3 separate regions of the Mus musculus genome follow, and regions 1 and 2 are each linked to region 3. A link is a contact called in public HiChIP or PLAC-seq data. All regions are on one chromosome and are shown on one strand. Each heading gives the region's core, a stretch centred on a gene start, on an enhancer-like site or on the middle of the called end of the contact. The rest is flanking DNA. Distances are from core to core; before and after follow the strand shown. Region 1 has its middle 18 kb from the start of Arid5a. Region 2 overlaps Hs6st1 (heparan sulfate 6-O-sulfotransferase 1). Region 3 overlaps Uggt1 (UDP-glucose glycoprotein glucosyltransferase 1).

Region 1 (2,710 bases), core at 93-2,592, 130 kb before region 3:
TGCCAAAGCAGCAAGTTTCACACTGGTGATGCACACCAGTGGGCACTTGTGCTACTCACAGTGACTATAGACCCCTGTTGCATGGGGTTGTAGCTGGCAGTTGGTCTAATCAGGAGTTGGAAGTGAACACAAAGCTTGGATTGCCCCTAAGAACCAAGTCAGGGCGGGGTGGGGTGGGGTGGTGCAGGGATGCAGATGTGGGTGGAGAAATGGTAGATGCTTTGAGGGCACCTAAGAGGGAAGCCAGAGTTCCTGGGGAAGAGGCTCCAGGATGAAGATGGGGGACGCATGCAAGTGGAGGAGAGAATGGTTTTCAGGCAGATGGAATCCCATGTGTTTCCAGAACTGTTGGGGGTGTGTGACTGCCAGAAGCCTGATGGGGGGACACCCCAGAGCTCAACCCAGGCAGGAACTGCAGAGTGTGGATGCAATGGGGGAGGGGGAGACCAGAAGCCTGAGGAAGGAAGAAGTTTCCAAGCAGACACTGGAGTTTGAATCTGGGGACAGTACAGAGTTGTGGGCCACATCTTAAGTGCAGTGAGCTGATGAGAGCTGGGTATGGCAGGCTTATTTTAACTTGTTCCTAATGCATCCAAGGCCATTAGCCCCATATCAAATGTACAATGATTGGAAGTTCCACCTCTTTAGCCCACCCATCTCTCCCACCTAGTTACCTCTGAAAGAACCATTCCCCCTTCTGTTCACCTCCTTTGCTTCTCCCTTCTCATTTTCCCTCCCCTCTCTATTACATTTATCTGTTTGTTGGGGGGGGCATGCATGCTATGGCGCACATGCAGGTCAGAAGACAACATCCAGTAGTTGTTTCTGTCCTACCACATGAATCCAGGGGTTCAAACTCAATCCGTCAGACTTGGAAGCAAGACCGTAAACCTCTGAGCTCTTTTGAACAGCTTTCCCCTAGAGGTTCCCTCCCTGACTATTACCCAGGCTTTCAACTGTAGCTCCTGGGCAACCCATATCCAAGCCAGGCTTTCTTGATTGGGCTCCCAGTGCAAGCGAGTGATGCTTCCCTATTCTTCATTCCTGTGGGAGGGAAACCACCAGAGCCAGGCTGAGATGTGGCAGTGAGGTCAGGGAACTTGCATCAGACAGCCCATCATCAAGCCCCAGACAATGGTACGGATGTGGCAGGTGAACCTCCACTCCCCTTCCAAGGGCCTTGGCAGACATTACTAATCAATTGCATCACTTTCGCAGTGAGTCAATCCAGAGCTGCAGACAACCACAAAAGTTGGCTTGCCATTCTTGACCCAGACACTATCCAGAAGTCAGAGTCACTGACTCAGAAGGCAAGGTAAAGGGTAGTGGTCAGAACACATGCATGGGTTTCAAAATGCTAAGGTAAAGGACAGGATAAGGCATGGCCAAGCTAGCAAGGGAAGTAGTGACTCACATTCATCAGGACTTAAGTTTACAGAGGGCTTTCTCTAAATACCCTGGCTCTTGGGGTTAAATGACTCACTTCCATACTACAGATGAGACAGAGAAGTCCCAGAGAAAGGGGGGTGCACCTGGTGCCACACAGTATTCTGATCCATGTGGCATACACTTTCTCTGAGCCTTAGCACAGGTAGCTCAAGACCCAGAGTCAGCTTCTCCTCTAACGGGTCACCCAGAGCTGAAACCCATGAGAAGGTGAGAGACAGAGCCCACCCGTGGCCTGCTGCTAGTGGTCTAACCCCTGAGTGGACACAAACTCAGGGAACATTTGCTGACAGGAGACACTCTGGAGATCTCAAATATTACTACTTAAACAGAGCTGCAGGGGTAGCTCATTGGGGCATGTCTTTGGAGGTTATACCTGGTTTGTGTGTTCTCTCCCTCTCCCTCTCCCTGCTCCTGTCCCCTTGCCTCCCCTCCCCCAGTTGTCTACCCTAAGACAAAGAACTTCCAGTGTCTTGTGGTTCTGCCACCCAGTGGCCATGGGCTAAATAAAACCTCTGCTAATGTAGGCAACAACAAATGTGATGGTTTGTATATGCTTGGCTCAGGGAATGGCACTATTCGAAGGTGTGACCCTGTTGGAGTAGGTTTGTCACTGTGGGTATGGGCTGTGAGACTCTCATCCTAGCTGCCTGGAAGCCAGTCTTCTGCTAGCATCCTTCAGATGAAGATGTAGAACTCTCAGCTCCTCCTACACCATGCCTGCCTGGATGCTGCCATGTTCCCACCATGATGATAATGGACTGAATTTCTGAACCTGTAAGCCAGCCCCAATTAAATGTTGTCCTTATAAGAGTTGCCTTGGTTATGGTGTCTGTTCACAGCTGTAAAACTCTAAGACAACAAAACCTCCCATCTCTCAAGTTACTTCTGAAATTATTTGGTTATGATGATCAGCAAAGCAAGTGACACAGGATGCACATTGAGTCCTTCCTCCAGGGCCTAGGGTTTGGCTGTCCCTCATGCTTTGAGCCACTCGGGAATTCTCTTGTCTACATTAGCCTTCATTTCTATTGCTTGCAAGGAAAGGACCCAAGATTGTCACTGGCACACTGGCTGTGGGAAAGTATAGGTCATAATCTATTTGGCTTCTAGCTTCTTGGCCGTTCCTTTCTACCCCAGGGCCCAAGCAGAAAGCCAAGAACCTTAGAGGTAGGAAAGAGCCTCAGGAAAGGTAAGGTCGGGAAGTAGCTGCTCTTTCAAGACACCCACTGGGAGCGCCTCTTCCTTGCTCTCCTTGTATGTC
Region 2 (2,700 bases), core at 65-2,564, 100 kb after region 3:
AGTGACTTTAAACAGAAACTGGTGCTGCCCACCAAGAGCATACAGCCTGGACACCTCTGCCATGCTGTGAGCTCTTGGACAGGTTCCCCCCACCCCATCCTAAAGTCCAAGGGTAGATAGCCACGGGCAGGAATCCTAATAGCTTCTTGTTAGAAGAAGATGCCTGGTGCTTGGGACCCTCCCTCCCAGTGCCCTTGTTACCTGGGAAAATCAGATGGAGCGCGGTGGATGGAGCAAAGGCTGAGGAGTGAGTCCCACTCACTGACACTGCCTCTGTAGGGTGAGTGAGGGCAGAGTACTCATTCCTGCCCTAGTATTCAAGACTCTTTAGGTACAGTCCCCAACCCCTACAGCTCTGACTGGGAAATGGGCAGACAGCAGAGCAAGAGGTCCCAGGGCTAACCTGACAGGAAGGATCTACATGTGACAACAATGACAGATGGACAGGTCTGTTGATCACTCAGCCCTCCAGTTTGCATCTGTTAAACAGACGGACAGAAAATATCTACTTAGGCCTATGAAGAGTTGGTGGCGTGGCATCTATTAAAGAACACTACTAGGATGGGGGGTGGAGGTGGGGGAGGGGGGAAACACATAAAGGAACACATAATCTTATCCCAGTGAGATGGGAGGCAGAGACAGGTGAGCCCTTGAAACAGCTCACTGGCTGGCTAGCCTAGAAGGACCAGGTATGGCTGAGTAGTTTCAAAACATCAAACTATTTAAAACCACCAAAGTGAGAAAGTACATCCTTACCGAGCGAGCTGTAGGAAACCCTGATACCCCCGAGGCTGGCAGCACCTAGTGGCTTAGTGGGAGTGTGAAAACCTTTGCTCACTTTATAAATGAGGCTGGCTGCTTTACCAAGAGGCCTTACTGCCAAAGAGCCACACCCACAGAGAAACTGAGCTATTGTGTGGGTATCTGGACTGCGTCCATGAAGGTCCCTAAAGTCTCTCTTCTCCTTAGGACAAGGCAGGGAGTCTCAGTCCCACCCTCGGAGAAGTGCAAGCTATTTCAAAGTTCCTAGAGCCCTGCAGAGCCCACGAGGCGCAGACAAAGCCCAGGAGAGCTCAGGGCTGCCCCCTGGCCCAGCTTGTGTGCTGATTGGGCATGTCAAGGCACAGGGGATGCCCCTTCCCCACGGCACACTTCCTGGTTGCCTGATGGAACAAGCCCAACCCTTCATTATGAGATACCCACCCCAAGCTCACTACCTGGAACAAGAGGACTGGCCTCGACCTGGGACACTAGGCCCATGAATAGTTTTAACCTGGCTCATATCAGTAGGGCTGGTAATGGCTCAAGGGCGGTTCTGGGAGAGCCCCGCCCAGGGAGAGGCTGTAGTAGGAGGGCATATCAATGCCTTCAAGCAGGGCAGAGCATAAAGTCAGATCTACCAGCTACCAGCTCTCTTGAGGGAAGAGGGGATGAGTGGCTGGGTTTAGGGGCTCTCACTTACTGTGACACCCTAAACAGTGTTCTGCTTGCATCCTCCAACATATGGGTGGGGCCTCGTCCTGGCATCTCTGAGGCATCTAGGCAGGGTTCCAGTGAGTGGGACTCTCTAGTGAGAAGAGAGGCTGCCTGGGGCGTCGTGCCAGGGAAGAGGGGAGTAGGAGAGGCCTGCTGTAACTCATTCATAGTTCACGCCCACCTGCCTGGTACTTTCTGGCTCCTGATGCTGGGCAGGCAAGATGTGGCTTCTGCCTGCATGCATTCATACTTTGAGGTCAAGAGAAGGTGACAGAACTCCGTTTCTTTGCTGGGTGTATGCAGGAAGGTGGGCACGGACCTGCTCACTCAGCCTGAGACCTGCCTCCAGAGCTGGGTTTCTCCCTGTTGGAGCTGAGAGCTGGGGACAGGGGAGGAAGGGCAACTGGCTCTTTTGGTCTCCTCGCCTCTGTGGGGGTGGGTGCTTCGAACTCACACTGTTCTTTCTCACATCTTCATGGTCTGCAACTGATTTACCCTTTTCCCCCACAAATACCAGGCCAAAGAGGGGAAACAGAGGCCTCTGACGGGGTGGGGTGGCTGTGCTGGGCTCTGCCAGTGTGTGCAGAACATGTAGTTGACTGGGCCAAGGCACCCACAACCAATCTCCATCTGCTCCCGCCACTGACCAGGCTGCGCCCAGCTCTGGTTACCTGTGCCAGGAACTTTGGTATCTACACACAACCATAACCACACAAAGCAACATGCAGTGTGCCACGGCTTGCCAGGAACATCCCTGCCAGGATTGGAAGTGCACAGGGATTATAAGCCAGAGTCAATGACATACTGTATTTGGAGGTTACATGGCAGTTGGGAGACATAGGCTGGGGCCTGTTAGTGCCCTGGGTAGATTTTTCTTTGCTTTCCTTGTATTTTTCCATTTTTTTAATAACCAAAGAAACAAACAAACAAAAAAGTATACAATCTGAAGTGACTCCAGAAAGTTGGCCTCTAATACACACACACACACACACACACACACACACACACACACACCACCTCCACCAAATATACACACATACAATGAATTAAATGTACAAAATAGATACTATGTCCAACAATGGTAGGTTACTCTGTATCTTAGGAAGTCCAGAAAGGGTCTAAAGACCAAGTAGGGTGTTCTGGGACACCCTCCAGGCCCAACTTGTTGCAAAAAAGATGGTGGCTGGCTCTTTCCGCCATCCTGAACAACAGCTTGTCCATAGT
Region 3 (2,700 bases), core at 3-2,502:
TCACACTTTTATCCTTTTTTAGAGCAATAACGAAAACGGCTGTGAGCGCGCAGCTTAGAGCGGAAGTGGAAGAGAACCAGAAGGTATTGCTGACTGTTAGAAAGTACTCCACTGTTGTAGAAGACACTCCTGGGCTGTAGCTTTAAAAAATGGAGAGACTTGAATTAAGTTCGTAGCATTTAGTAGTATTCCTCTTAGTAATACTATTATCATACAGTACTTTTTATCAGATTTGTAGCATTTTGTTTAGGAGAGGCTCCTGACTGGAGGTTGGGGGTGCGGTCAACAGGGAGTGTGGGCCTCCTAAGTCTTTAAGCCTTTCGTTCCTGCCTTTGGTGCATTCCACGTGGAAGCTGGGCTCTTGTCCTCCTTTCCTGTCAGCCCCACATGTAGTTCCTGGAGGCTGCCAGGATGCTCACTGCTCCCTCCTATCCCTTTGTTCCAGAATCCATCCATTGGCCTAGAGCTGTGGGTGTGTTCAGCTTATCCATCTATCTACCTGTCTGTCTGTCCATCCATCCGTCATCCATCCATCCATCCATCCATCCATCCATCCATCCATCCATCCATTCACTTACGGTTTTTCAAGACAGGGCTTCTGTGTTCCTGATGGTCTTAGAACTCTGTAGATCAGGTTGGCCCTGAGATTGACCTCCCTCTGCCTCCCAAGTGCTGAGATTAAAGGCGTGCGCCACCACACCTGGCCTCAATTAGCCGCTTTTACCCCTAGATTTCATTATGGGTAGGACGTTAGTTAATTAAGTAGATTTGAGAAAGAAAGAAACCAAATACTTCACACATATTTACTAAATTAAAAACATCACCATGGGTGGTGGTAACTACACCTGCAACCTCCAAGTGTGAGAGTAGAGGTAGGAGAACTGGAACTTCTTGGTCCATCCATTCGTGGCTATGTAGTGAGTTTGAAGCCAGCTTGGGGCACATCAGTCTCTGTTTCAAAAAAACAAAAAACAAATAAAAACACTCAATTTAGTAATTGCATGTACATTTATTTTCCAGAATAGCAGTGTTAACTATACCTTTGAATTTACGATCCCCTGTTTACTGCACTAAGGGTGGTGGGGTCTGGGAGAATAAAGCCTGAAAATGAAGTGGACTAAAGTCTCATGCTAAGCCAGCCTTACTCAGAGTGTCAGACAGTTTGTACTCTCAGGGTTAAGAAGAGTCACAGAGTAAAGTATCCAGTCCTAAGGGCAAACCACATGCGGCAAAGCCATGTTTTTCTAGAGAGGTGAGTAAACAAATAACAATAGCCAGCTGTATTGAGCAGCCTGACGTGACTCACCCCTATCCACCACACCTCAGAGGAGCACAGAAACAAGGACAATTCTGTATTTTCGAAGGAACGGAGGTCACAAGACTCTTGTTTTGTTTTCTTAGAGTTTTCTCACAAGCACTTGGAATTTCCCTCACATGACTCCATTCATTCTTGGTCCATGTTCTGACAGTTCCACATGCCAGGGAGGCAGAATATTAACTTATGTGAGCTATATTGGTATTTCTTGGATTTTTAATGTTTTTGAGTAAAGCATGTTATTTAAAAATGCTTAAATACATGCACACAAAATTCTTAAAGATGAAACACAAGTGTGCATGAAATCTTAAATCCAGTGTGATGAGTTTTCTCACTGTGAAATCTCCTCTGTGTTTCAGATCTTGATCTACATTGGGTTGTATGTACAAGCTCAGAATTAGTCTTTCTTACCATCTCAGAGGCCCAAGCGAGCAGATTTGAAACTGTCCTGTGGAGAAAATTCCAATTCTTTTCTATTTTATTTTAAGTGTGTCTGTGTGCGTGCGTGTGTGCGTGCACATATAAGTATATCATGGCTCACTATTGAGGTCAGAGGACACTTTGAGGAGACATTCTTGTCTTTTCCCTTGCTGAGGCAGGCTCTACTTGTTTCTGACGCTGTACTGTATGCTCCAGGCTGGTTGTGCTGTAGGCTGGGTTAACAGATGTATGTACACTGCCACGTCTGGTGTCTCACATGCACTCTGGGAAATGACTTGAGCTGGCTTGAAGGCTAGTGCTTCTGCCTGCCTGCCCTTCCCTGGTTTGGAATTCCAGTCCTTAGCTGCTTCAGCTTTCCATCATTTCTGTGGTTTTGTTGTTTTTGTTTTTAAGCAAATTTTGTTGTAGTTCATATTTAAAACCTTTTATGTTTTTTTTTGAGGTTATAATATAATTACATCTTTCTTTCTCTTCCTTCCCCCTCCCCCTCTTTATTCTTTCAGATATATAGCCTCTTTTGTCATTGCTGTATATGTAGATGTGTGTTTTCTATATTTTTGTGTTCTCATATTGTTTTCTGATTGATGCTGCCGTGTCTGTGAAGCATGAGACACAACAGCTTCTCACTGTTTGGTTTTCCCATGCAGTGCTAGAATTCAGAAGTATACCTTTTCCTAGTCCTCTGAGTACTGGAAAGTGAAGGTGTTCTCAGAGTTCATCCAAAATTCTGTTGTTGGTATCTGGTAACTCCTTTTGCACGGCACTCTACTGTCTAGCAATATTGTATCACTGTACTGTCTCGTGTACTGTACCTCTGTCCTGTCTAGAGAACTGTATCACTGAACTGTCTAGAGAACTGAATCACTGCACTGTCTAGAGTACTGCACCACTGCACTGTCTAGAGTACTGCACCGCTGCACTGTCTAGAGTACTGCACCACTGCA

Evidence for each region. HiChIP or PLAC-seq counts read pairs in DNA pulled down with a chosen protein or histone mark.
Region 1: a FOXA1 HiChIP or PLAC-seq map of pancreatic cancer cells shows a contact between it and region 3. The contact joins two enhancer-like sites. A contact is called at or near these places in 3 of 484 Hi-C or Micro-C datasets (embryonic stem cells, female germline stem cells and spermatogonial stem cells), 1 of 115 datasets of contacts at active chromatin or transcription factors (pancreatic cancer cells) and 2 of 9 other capture datasets (adipose tissue and liver).
Region 2: a contact with region 3 is called in an HNF4G HiChIP or PLAC-seq map of pancreatic cancer cells. The contact joins two enhancer-like sites. A contact is called at or near these places in 1 of 115 datasets of contacts at active chromatin or transcription factors (pancreatic cancer cells) and 3 of 9 other capture datasets (adipose tissue, liver and pancreatic islet).

The regions. Positions count from the first base shown.
Region 1 is chr1:36,324,668-36,327,377 of GRCm38.p6, reverse strand. No RefSeq gene overlaps it. Among named protein-coding and RNA genes, the nearest start is that of Arid5a, 18 kb to the right of the region's middle. Within about 2 kb of position 1,342, at least 72 of the 459 cell types and tissues checked have an H3K27ac peak or open chromatin away from gene starts, as enhancers often do. A contact at or near this core is called in pancreatic cancer cells, where this site is marked.
Region 2 is chr1:36,094,510-36,097,209 of GRCm38.p6, reverse strand. All of the region lies in intron 1 of Hs6st1 (heparan sulfate 6-O-sulfotransferase 1), which reads right to left. Among named protein-coding and RNA genes, the nearest start is that of Hs6st1, 27 kb to the right of the region's middle. Within about 2 kb of position 1,314, at least 67 of the 459 cell types and tissues checked have an H3K27ac peak or open chromatin away from gene starts, as enhancers often do. A contact at or near this core is called in pancreatic cancer cells, where this site is marked.
Region 3 is chr1:36,199,088-36,201,787 of GRCm38.p6, reverse strand. It overlaps Uggt1 (UDP-glucose glycoprotein glucosyltransferase 1), which reads left to right. Exons shown (of 41, transcript NM_198899.2): 11 at 23-83. Among named protein-coding and RNA genes, the nearest start is that of Uggt1, 44 kb to the left of the region's middle. Within about 2 kb of position 1,252, at least 31 of the 459 cell types and tissues checked have an H3K27ac peak or open chromatin away from gene starts, as enhancers often do. A contact at or near this core is called in pancreatic cancer cells, where this site is marked.